Regions from separate parts of the Zea mays genome. Here regions 1 and 3 are each linked to region 2. The links are chromatin contacts, called in public Hi-C maps. All regions are on one chromosome and are shown on one strand. The core of a region is the stretch at or near the end of the contact, and the rest is flanking DNA. Distances in the headings are between cores, read along the strand shown. Region 1 holds the start of LOC100502086. Region 2 holds the start of LOC100283149. Region 3 holds the start of LOC100192488.

Evidence for each region. A called contact is a pair of places that touch in the nucleus more often than the background predicts.
Region 1: a Hi-C map of endosperm shows a contact between it and region 2, with 4 times the contacts expected there. The contact joins the promoter of LOC100502086 here to the promoter of LOC100283149 in region 2. A contact is called at or near these places in 2 of 25 Hi-C or Micro-C datasets (ear and endosperm).
Region 3: a contact with region 2 is called in a Hi-C map of endosperm, with 2.0 times the contacts expected there. The contact joins the promoter of LOC100192488 here to the promoter of LOC100283149 in region 2. A contact is called at or near these places in 2 of 25 Hi-C or Micro-C datasets (ear and endosperm).

Annotation. Positions count from the first base shown.
Region 1 is chr1:283,083,648-283,087,534 of Zm-B73-REFERENCE-NAM-5.0, reverse strand. It overlaps LOC100502086, which reads left to right and starts at 2,486. Exons shown (of 3, transcript NM_001175446.2): 1 at 2,486-2,946. The coding sequence starts at 2,553. It overlaps LOC103644011 (inosine-5'-monophosphate dehydrogenase), which reads left to right. Exons shown (of 4, transcript NM_001353088.1): 3 at 1-92; 4 at 593-991. The coding sequence ends at 664.
Region 2 is chr1:283,686,434-283,690,176 of Zm-B73-REFERENCE-NAM-5.0, reverse strand. LOC100283149 reads right to left here and starts at 1,340. Exons shown (of 3, transcript NM_001156051.1): 1 at 1,304-1,340; 2 at 1,071-1,160; 3 at 1-932. The coding sequence starts at 1,152. The coding sequence ends at 268.
Region 3 is chr1:284,300,951-284,304,878 of Zm-B73-REFERENCE-NAM-5.0, reverse strand. It overlaps LOC100192488, which reads right to left and starts at 1,399. Exons shown (of 13, transcript NM_001137708.1): 1 at 1,065-1,399; 2 at 887-990; 3 at 704-773; 4 at 413-496; 5 at 244-330. The coding sequence starts at 1,241.

The DNA of each region.
Region 1 (3,887 bases), core at 1,237-3,736, 600 kb after region 2:
TGCAAGCAGTTAAGCAAGGATTACAAGATCTTGGCGCAGATTCTGTCCAGTCAGCTCATGATCTTTTGCGATCAGAGACACTCAGATTAGAGGTATTTTCAGGGCTGCAAACAAGTTATATTCCAACATGTTTTAGGTTTTAACGTCAATTGTCTAAGATTGGAGAAATTCATCTTGCTTCATTTACAGAAAGATTGTTTAAACAATTTAAGTCAAACTATATTACTACCTACAAGTAGGTTTGTTTTTGGAACCAGCTCCAAGGTTCAGTAGATTATTTAGTAGTCTTCACCGATCCATATGAATCTTAGAAAGGTTAAAATGTTGTAGTAATTTGGAGATTTTAGGTTGGATTAGGATAAGGAGTTTGTATTGTTGCTAGTGGAAATAGCGAATGCTCCTCACCTGTGTCTACTGCTTGCTCATCGCTGTTTAGATTGAGAAAGCGCAGTGGCTTTAGCTGCCTCCCCTCCCTGTGCACACACACAAATCCATCTTTATTTTCTGAGAACATATATTACTAGCCAAAAGCTGAGCATCTGTTTTAGAAAGCGTACTGACTGATTTGATCTTTATTGGTCATTCTTGCCAGGTGAGAACTGGTGCTGCCCAGGCTGAAGGAGGTATCCATGGACTGGTTTCATACGTGAAGAAGGCATTCTAGTTCCATAATCAAACAAAGAAGTATTGGAACGATAGTGGTTAGCTGCATGATATGGAGGGGGGGGGGGGGTGCGATGCTCATTTATCCTACCTGGCAAAAGCTCAGCAGCTTGTCAGCAAAGATTGTCGAGTTGGGCAGCAAGTGTACCATCTACTTGGCGTCATAATAATATTAATAAACCTCTGGCATCGTAACTGTTGTATAAGCTCACAGCTTGTCATCTAAACTTTTTTGCCCAATTTTGTTAAAAGAGTAAAACCTCAATGTTGTACCTTGTATTATTATGTGTTCGAAGAATGGTTGATAATAGTGGTTTGTCTCTAAAGTTGACATCCTGGCTAGTGTGTTACTGACAATTGAAAGGCTTTCGTAAAGTGGGTTGCTTGAACAAATTTGTTGAGCCAATTTTTCTAAGTTGCAGCTGGTCCTACGCAGGTTTTTGAGCAAAAATGCCTGTGATCCGAACGTGGTTTAGATTTGAATTGCTTTAGACCCGACAAAATTTTAGCAGGCTTTCACTGTGATTATTGTAGGAAGCTACAACTAATCGTCTTACTGATGCTTATTAGTGTTTCTCCTTGCCTCCCTTTTTTCCAGGAATTTTGCTTTTTCGGTAGCAGTTTTTATCCACGTGAACACTGACTACTGAGCAGGGCTGTTTCGCGTAATAATAACAATCCTGTAGCATCAAGCAGTCAAATAAACAAGTGAAGTGTTAAACGTCTCCCCGCTGTTCTGTTAACCATGATTGGATCAACGCATCATTGTGAATGTTTGATCACTCAACTAACTCAAGTTTTCATTCTCTCACTAGTATTTCTAAAAAAAGTCACTATAGTATTCGTGCTTGTTCACATCAAACTTTTTAAAGTTTTGATTAAGATTGTCGAAAATATAAAGAACATTTGCATCTCCAAATAAGCTTATTATAAAAATAGGTTCGTTGATATATGTATCGGCACTAGTTATATACAATAAACATTAACATTTTATTATATACATTTGATCAAAATTTAAAGAGTCTAACTCTTTGAAAACCGAGATAGACAGAGAGAGAGTATCCGATAACATGGTAGTATTAAACTTTACTCGTCTACATTTTCAGTTAAAATCTCGTTACATCAACAACAGTCTAGGCGATCAACAACAATAGACCGTTGAACCTAGGTGTCGTATAATCGTGGCAACCAAATAATAGCTATTGTTTTTTTCCTCTCATCATGATAAAGTTTTAGTGTTTACTTTCATCCAGTTCGTCCCCAGCCAATCAGCTATTAATTGGTGCCACACTGCCACGGCTAGCCTAGCCCTCTCTGTCTCTGTCTTTCTTACCTGACTCTGAGCTGTATTTGGTCCTTGTCATTTCTCTAAGCAACAGCTGCGTCTGTTGACAGGCAGGGTCCACCGATCCCGGGATTACCGGCCATGCGTCGCTAACCGCTGTATAAATAGCCGCCATAACCATAATCACACAGACACAGCTAATGAAAACGATAACACTACAGACTATAGCTCGGGTAAGTTTGTCTTTTTGGGTCCGCGGTCTTGTTACGACAGCCTATCGCTTGGGCCCACGCCCAGCCTGGACCCAAAAGTCGCCAACCAAAAAAAATCCAGGAAACTGGCACTGTAGCCGTCCGATCAACAAACGCACGGTGGAGAGATGGGCAAGCCACCTGGGCTGGGCCCCAACCGCCACAGCACAAGGCCAGGTCCACAGCACCTCCAGCTCGAACGAAGCCCCACCTCGGCAAGACGGCAACAGAGCATAAAGCAGCATTTCAAATCCGTCCTCACGTAGACGAGACCCGTGCGCCGCTCCCGCCCCCGTCTTCTTCCTTCCCCCGCCCGCGCCCGACCCCAGCAGGCAGGCAGGCAGGCGTCAGCCATGAGGGAGATCCTCCACATCCAGGGCGGGCAGTGCGGGAACCAGATCGGGGCCAAGTTCTGGGAGGTGATCTGCGACGAGCACGGGATCGACGCCACGGGCCGCTACGCGGGGGACTCGGACCTCCAGCTCGAGCGCGTCAACGTCTACTACAATGAGGCCAGCGGCGGCCGCTTCGTCCCGCGCGCCGTCCTCATGGACCTCGAGCCCGGGACCATGGACTCCCTGCGCTCCGGACCCTTCGGCCAGATCTTCCGCCCCGACAACTTCGTCTTCGGCCAGTCCGGCGCCGGAAACAACTGGGCCAAGGGGCACTACACCGAGGGCGCCGAGCTCATCGACTCCGTCCTCGACGTCGTCCGCAAGGAGGCAGAGAACTGCGACTGCCTCCAGGGTATTTTTTGTCATTTATTTGCTCCGCCCAACCCCATCTCTCGCGTTGTTGAATTCGTTGTTCAGTTAACCATGATTGTCTTATGCGCTGTTGAATTCGCCAAGTGGCACGTGTTATTGTTAAGCATTGGTTTCTAGACAGGTTGTTATGGTGGTACGTATATTGAAATTATTGCTTGTCGCTGTGGATTTAGCTTTTTTTTGTACCTAGCATGATGGAGGAGCAGCGATGGGTAATTTCCGTTACTGGTTAAGCAATCGTACAGTCTGCGTCGGATCACTTAAACATAAAAATATCATATCTGTTGTAATTATCGTGTTTGGTCTGTTTGCGGTCGTATTGGCGCTTTCATGATGAAACTCTGTAGTGGTTTGCTGGTCAATGGAGGAACTCTGTGGATGTTTTCTAGTCAATCAGTCTGTCTTCAACTCTTCATGTATATTGTACTCTCTACTCTTGTGTTGAACTCCTATACCTTTTTTCTGTGGCCTGAGTAGCTGAACTGACATCAACGGTTGGTAGGATGGATATTTTAGCTTGGAGTTCCACTCTGGCAGCCTTCAACTCATGTTTTTTTTAAAAATAAAATTAAATATTGTTTCATAGCTGGACCGAATTCTTTGGCCAACACCAGACAAAATGGAACCCATGGTGGATATAGCAGTGCCTAACTTTATATCTCTTGAAATTTAATTTCTATATGATAGTTGTGTTTTGTGCTATAAACTCTGATGTGTACCCGAGTGAAGTATTTGGTAGCATGTCAAGCTCAGCTCGTGGGCCACCAGAGCATGGTGGCGTATGATATGATGTGAAATTGACTGAATTCAAAATATCACTTAACAGTGGTAACATGGTTGCTGGTTGTTAACAAACTCTGACCACATAGGATGCATCGCAATTCTGATATCTTGGGACTTCAAGTGTTGCTGTATCTTTCC
Region 2 (3,743 bases), core at 91-2,590:
AATTACCAAAACGAAGCGCGCAGAACATAATGCACAATCTACATAAAGAGATGACAGGGGGTACGGCGGTGTATACATGATGCTATATATGTATAGAGTATATATATGATGAATCTGTACGGCGATTATACAGGAGGAGGTACGGAATGATGATGAGACGACGTACTGGGGTTTTTTTTAGGGTGGGGTTGGGTATAATGGTAATTAAGGCCATGGTACGCACACGGACGGTACACTCATCAAGGGATGATATTGATAATAAACGAATCACATGATGGCGCAGGCGTAGGAGGGGTCCTCCTCGCAGACGATCCGGTAGCCGCCGCCGCAGGGGTTGCAGGGGTACGGCTGGGGCATGTACTGCGGGAAGTACTGCGGCGGGGGTGGGGCCGGGGCGGGGGCCGGGGCCGGCTCGGGGGCCTTGCCGCAGGAGCAGCAGTGGCACCCGCCGTGGCCGTGGTGGCAGCAGCAGTCGGACGGCCACGCAGGGTACGGGTACGGGTACGGCCACGGGTAGGGGACCTCCACCACCTTGGGCGGCGGCGGGGCGGGCTTCTCCTCCTTGGGCGGTGCCGGGGCGGGCTTCTCCTCCTTGGGCGGGGGTGGCTTCTCCTTGGGCGGCTCCTCCTTGGGTGGCGGGGGCTTCTCCTTGGGTGGCTCCTCCTTGGGCGGCTCCACCTTCGCCGGCGGGGGCGGGGCGGCCTCCTCCTTCTTCTCCGGCGGCGGCGGGGCTTGCTCCTCCTTCTTCGGCTCCTCCTTGGGCTTGGGCGGCGGCGGGGGCGGGGGCTCGACGATCTCGATCTGCTTGATGATCTTGCACGCCTTGCAGCACAGCTTGTCGGCGAGCTTGTCCGGGTCGAAGGGCCCCGTGACCTTCACCTTGTTGTTCTTCTCGTCGAAGTCGATGTCATCGATGCAGAACTCGCCCTTCTCTGCAAGCCGAGGCGTCCGTCCGTCGTCCCAGGAAACTTATCAGTTGCGATCAACGCGAACCGTCTCGAGACCTACCTGTACAAGCGGAAAGGGAAGAGCGAACAACAGAGAGGAGTAGCAAGCAAGCGCGAACAGACCTTGGATCCTGTTGAGCACCCTCTGGATCTTGGCGCGGCAGCGGCTGCATTCCAGGTCCACCGAGACGATGATGGTCGGCATCGTCTGCGCTGCACGAACAGCTCCGCTGGTCAGTGGTCACGACGAAATCCTTTCCTCTAGTCTAGGTAAACAGAGAGAGAGAGAGAGAGAGAGAGAGAGAGAGAGAGAGAGAGAGAGAGAGAGAGAGAGAGAGAGAGAGGAGAACAACCACCTGTGTGATTGCAACTGGCTCGATCGTGCTGTGAAGTGAAGAAGAGAAGAGAAGGGAGAGGAAGGGAGGGGGAGGATGCCGTGGCGTGTTGTGAATACGCAGCTATATAAGCAGGCACCGACGCCTGGCTGCCTCCCACGTCATCTGACTCATCTTGGAGGAGCCGTGGCGATGACAAAAGCAGGGGTGGAGAAGAGCTAGCAGCCACGGGAGAAGAAGCAACCAGAGAAGGAATAGATAGAAGGCATGCATGCCTAGATAGAAAGGCCCTTTGGAACTTGGAAGCAGAAACCGGCAACAGCAGCACTCGGGGTCGGGGGAGGGCTAAAAGCCGCCACCGCCCACCGCCCGCACCCCGAAAGCTCTCCCGCCGTCGCCTCCAGGATGATTACCGCACGGCTGCGCCCCAGAGAAGAAGAGGAAGAAAAAAAAAAGAAAAGAGCTCGCTCCGGTGCTTTCACGTCAGGTGGTGAGGGATGGAACGGTTCGTTTCGTGACGCCGATGGATGGTGCCGTCGTGCCGAGCCTTGGTAGTGCTCTTTCTTCTGGATCCTTCTGGCTAACAAGTTAAGGCACAGAAGCAGTTGTTTTTTCAGACGATTTCTTTCACGCTCTGACCTTGCATATGATATGCCGTGCCCGCCCGATCACCAAGAGGCAGCAGGAGGGAAGGGATGACAGGAACAACAGCGAGTGGGGAGTACGTAAAGCTACGATCGAGACCTGCTCTGTGTCTGTGATCACCGTACGTAGCACATCGCTCGGGCCTCGGGGTCAGAAACGTGCGCTGGGAGGGACGACGACGGCGGCGAGATAGGCATAGCTGCGGCTGGCCCACGCCGTGCACGACGCTATGGATCGCGGCCCAGTGCCGCCATGCCCGCAGGCCACGCCGCCGTCTGTTCGGTCGTCGTTTGCGAGTGGCGGCACGTTGCGACGGGAACTCGCGATCCGTTCGTTCGGGTCCACAGCAACGGCCGGCGTTCAATGAGACGATGGCAGGCAGGCAGGAACCCGTCGTCACCCGCACTGGCGCGCACAGCGGCCCGCGTATCGCCATACCGGCAACCAAACCAATCCACCAACGCACTATTTCTATTTGGGTGATACATCACAACCTCAGCCTCCAGCACCCTATTTCTATTTGGGTGAGGGCGGTGGTGATCCGATCCTTGTGTATTTGGGTGCCGTCGATCTTGTGAGGCAAGAGGGGAGATCATCTTCCTTTTCTGTGGGGGGTGAGGACTGGGGAGAATGGGCGATGGAAAAATTGCCATATCTTGTCCCTCGCTCACCCTACCGTTTGACCCCGAGAGGGCGGCGCGTGGCGTGGCGTGAACAAAACAAACCCAGCAAAAACAAATGGCGCCCTACCCAAAGCCAGCCCCAGCCGCCAAAGAATGCTGCGGTTTTTAGACCGAGAGACGTGCACGGTTCTAAACGAGCGTCCTAAGGCAAAAAAAAAATACGGGATCACATGCACACATACTGGACCATCCTAACATGGACGCGAAAACGGCACACGGACGCAACGCAAGCCGAGGCGGCCGGCGGGCAATGCATAATGCATCATGCATCTTGGTCCCGTCCCACCGCATGCCTAGGGGAGTAGGGGGGTCAGCGACGGGCAAAGGCTTGGCGTTTCCCCGGCCGGCCAGCCAGCCGCCGTCCTTTCCTCGGTGGTTGCGCAAACAGAAGCTGGGGATCATGGGCGTCCGCGTCCCCAGGCCGGCAGCCCGCTCCCTCCGCAACAAGCGAATTCGCTCACACGCGCAGTCCATGTCCATCCAGGGTACCGCGTTGTGAGTCCGACCGATCGGCTGGCGGATCACGTCGCGTCCTCGCGCCCCCCATCTCGCGCTGCGCCTGTGCCTGCGCGCGCGACCCGAACGGAACGATCCCAATTATTGCCCGGTCGCTGTCGATCGCCTCGTCAGGCACGGACGCGTGCATCTGTTGGGCGTCCGTCCCGTCCGCGAACCCAACATTTCACGAGGCGGCCTGCGGTGTCGGTGGTCGTCGCTCTGCTACTCACCACTGCAGATCGGTATCGGCACGCACCGGCGCACGTGGACGGCAGCGTGGGGGAGTGGAGAACCGGAGATCAACCCTGTGTTTGTGGCGCCGAAAGTGGTGCTGCCATTTGAGTGAGATTAGGAACTAAGGAAGCTGTAGGCTGTAGCTGGTGAGTGGTGAGGCATCCGGTTCCGGTGCGGCCGTGCCGTGCCCGTGCGTGCGAGCCCAGTTCGGCTCGCCGGTTCCGTCAAAAGCGCCTTTGTTTCAGTTCCAGGAGTAGCTGATCGCTTTGCTCTCCGCCTTTCGTTTCGTTCTTTCTTTCGAGAAAAGAAAAAGAGGTTCGTTAGATCTGCCTCTCCTACCAGAACCTCCATTGGTGTGCCAGGGCTGCAGTGTGTTGCTTTGCCCGGCCACCCACCGGCCT
Region 3 (3,928 bases), core at 150-2,649, 610 kb before region 2:
AGTCTCACGACCTTGAACAAGAAAGAAAATGGAATCGTCTTTTCAGTCGATCTACATAAGCTTCCGTTGAGGCGAATTCTTAATTGTTTGAATTGTGTAATCTCCCATTATGGAGATTGGTAACCGACTCAAAGCAATTTGATTGTAATTCAATACATGACGATCATAAGTAGAAAGTTCATATTCTTCAGTCATTGATAAACAATTTGTATAAAGTGTCATATATGAACAATACATGCTCACCTGTGTGTGATCATAAAATGTCCGTACCACAGGCCTGGCAGGGCCATCTTTAGAGTCTCCTACCATAGTCTGCTTAATCTTAGCAACCTGCAAGAGAGAGCAATAGTGAGTTGCAAGTTGCAACTAAGTACAAAACAGTACAAGCTCGCCGAGTACCCAACAAGTTTACCTCAAAAAACTTAATGGATGTATCAGCACTCCCAGTTGCAAAATACTTTCCATCAGGACTAAATTTCACACACCGGGCAGCGTTCTACAGACAAATACAATGGTAACTTGATAAGCCAATGAACATCAGTAAAATCTATGGCTGGGTCAATCTCAAGTTGTATACATAATCATGATACTGTGGCGAGTGCAAAATGTTCAAAAATAGTAGCAAATATCCAGATGGGCAGGAGAGTGACACAAAAGTATTTGCAGTGGCGCATTAGCAAGGGAAAACTTGAATCATATGCACCTTATGGTCAGAGACATGCTTCACCTCGTGCTTGGGGAAGCTTTTGGATGAGCCCTTGACATCCTGAATACTGCACAACACAGCACCAGCGTCAACACTCCTCGCCAATCACTGTCCGGCACCAGAAAAAACACTGCCGCAAGCCACTAGGCAACACCATGGGTGCGCAAGGTTGGGGTTTACCTGAAATCCACGGCACTGGAGCCGGGCGGCTGCACCGCCACACCGAACCCGGCGGAGTCGAATGCGGAAGCGGCGTCACCTCCTCCGTGCTCCGCGGCGAGGCCCTGCGAACCAATAATGAGGGTTTAGGCCCGTTCAGAACAAATACTAGGCAGGAGGAAGGGGAGAATGGGGGGACCTTGGCCACGAGACGCAGGAGGTGATTGGCGGGGACGGATTCGGCAGCGGAGATGGGGGTCATGGTGGCGGCGGCGACGGCGGCTGCGGCCTGCCCGAGGTTCTGGCTACGGAGGTGTGCCACGATGAGCGCGTTCACCTGCCGCAGCAGCTTCGCCTCCTGCACCGCCTCGTTCATTGCTTTGTTCTCGTCGCTTCGATTCTCTACCCTCCGAAGTCCGAAGGCCGAACAAATCCTGGATGCCTTGTGCGGGAGGCGGGTTCAGTTGTACTGCGATCTGTGATTGGACTGAACTACTGAAGCTGAAGAAGACTAGCAAAACTCCTTACTCCTATGCTTGCTACTACACTATCCCGTTACAAGTGCATCCCGAGTAACGTCTCATGAAATGACAACAGTTCTCGCTCGTGACAAATCTCTACTACTTATTAAGAAGGTAAGGGTAGTCTGTCGTTCTGCCGTTTTGCCGTTCTGCGATCTCAGCCGTCCATTCTATCGTGTAAATCTCAGCCGTCCGATCCCGCAGTCCATCCCGCGCACCGCAGCCCATGACATACGGCAAATGGAAAACCCTAATCTTCAGCAGTCCCGTGGTCTCCAGCGCCCTCGTCGCTTACCAGCCGCCACCCGACCCGCGGCCTCCATCTTCCCGCTCGCCGCTTGCCAGCTTCCACCCGCAACCGCCGCCCTGCCTCCCGTCCCCTCCCCTCCCAATGGCACATCCGGTTCCTGCAGACGGGGCAGTCTCCCTCTCTTCCCATCGCAGCCCTAGCTAGGGCGAAGACGGGGCGGTCTGCTCCGCCTCCAGCCACGCCGCGACACCTGGTGGCGACTCCATCGCCTGCTGAGCACACGGTGGACGCGACGGGAGATGGCGGTGGAGGAGGGCCGACGAGGGCGGCGGCGCCACGGAGCACCCGGTCGAGGTGATCGGCCGCATCCGGAACCTCACCTCGGGTGTCTCATCCGCGCTGGAGTTCGCGTGGGGCGGGACGGCCGTGCCGTGCGCGGCGACGCCGACGGGTGTCGCGACTTCACCCTCGACGGCGTCTCTGTGTCGGAGGAGGAGGACCTCGAGGGGTTCTACCGCCGGTTCGTGCGCTCCAGGATCCACGGCGTCCCCGATGCGCTCGGCAACCTCCATCCTCCTCGTCGCGACGATCTCGGTCGGCCGAGCTCCGCACCAACCAGGCAACCACCAGCTCGATCTCCTCGCTGTGAGCCTTGCCAACCTCCAGCCTGCTCTCCTCGCAGACATGCGAGGATCTTGGCCGGCCCAGCTCTGCAAACCCGCCCCTCTCGCGTCGAGCTCCGCGTTTCCCCACCCGCCATCCCGCCCTTCGTGTTTCCCTGCCCACTCTACCTCTCGCCTATCGTGCCGCCCGCCATCCGCTTCTATCGCAAGGGAACCGAGGATCTCGACGGATCCACCCACCATCCTGCCCGCGTTTCCCCGCAAAACAAATACCCCTAGCACCCCTCCACACCGGCGGCCTTGCTGGGTCCTACTCCTCCTCGGCTGTGCCTGCTGGGGTGGCAGCGGCAGGAACTAGGTAAGGGGAGGGAAGGGGATGTATGAGGTAGAGCAGAACCGTAGTGGTGACGCCGTCACACACGGATCTGGACCACCAGATCTCGTAGCTATGGGATTGCAAGTTCATGCAGGCAGTGGAGGTCAAGGCGCTATGCGAGCAGGCATAGGCGATCCTCATCGAGGAGTGGAACGTACAGCCCGTGCGTTGCCCCGTCACTATGTGTGGTGACATCCACGGCCAGTTCTACAACCTCATCGAGCTCTTCCGCATCGGCAGGGAAGCGTCTAACACCAACTACCACTTTTGTATAGATAGAAATTAAGTATCCAGTGTGATCTCTGATTCTTTGAATTATACCTTGAGATCTCTGATTCTCTGATGCATATATAGAAGATTGGTTATGATGATTCAACAACTGAATTCTTTTCTGGTGGGGATATAGCTGAGTAAAAAAATAGATTATAGAATAGTTGAGCATTGAGGCAAGTTTACTATCTCTGTTTAGTTTGTGGGTGACTTTGTTAACGGGAAACATGCATATCTTTCTAGCGCACTTTCCCTTCATGTGATTGATCCGTGAATCTGTACATAACATGTGTGGCAATTTTAGTTCAATTTAACCAATAAACATAGATAGTAAACTTGGCTGAGACTGATCAAACCCGTGCAAAAGTTATGTGATAGTCCCTTCTCGGTTTTCTTGTGTCCAGCTTGGTGTCTAATGAACCATGCCATGCTTAATAAATCCATTTGTGTCTTACCAGTAGAACGAGCGACATTGAATATTTTGTAATTTTCCTGGTTTTCATATTACATCTGCGGTTCCACACACATGATGTTTTGTTCATTTGTATCTTATTTATCTTTTTATTTAAGATTTTTTATCCTTCAAGTACCTTAGAAGGCTGCAATTATTTTGTAGATACTTCATGTACACAGTAAAGGATTTGGAAGAGTGGTCAGAAAATCATGATTCCTTTCGCCACGAGCAGAATTTGGTTCAGTGGACCGAGACAAAACGGCCATGTGTTGAAGCCTTTTTTCATCGTGGTTGTGAGTCTATTGAATGCTTTAATGCTCAAATTATCATGTGTCAGTTTAGCTTTTAGCTCCAATTGTTTTTGTTCTTCGTGAAGCTATGTCTGTTTCTCCACCATAAGAAACATATGTTACTGCTGGAATGCTTTTGAAGGATGTTGTCTATACAGCTGTCGATCATGTTTATTATGAACTTTTGAACTACCTCAGTTTTAATGAATGGTAATTTACTAAGTTTGTGACTTCATGAGTTCTTAATGAAAACGATATCTGTCTTTGTAGAGCTGTCTA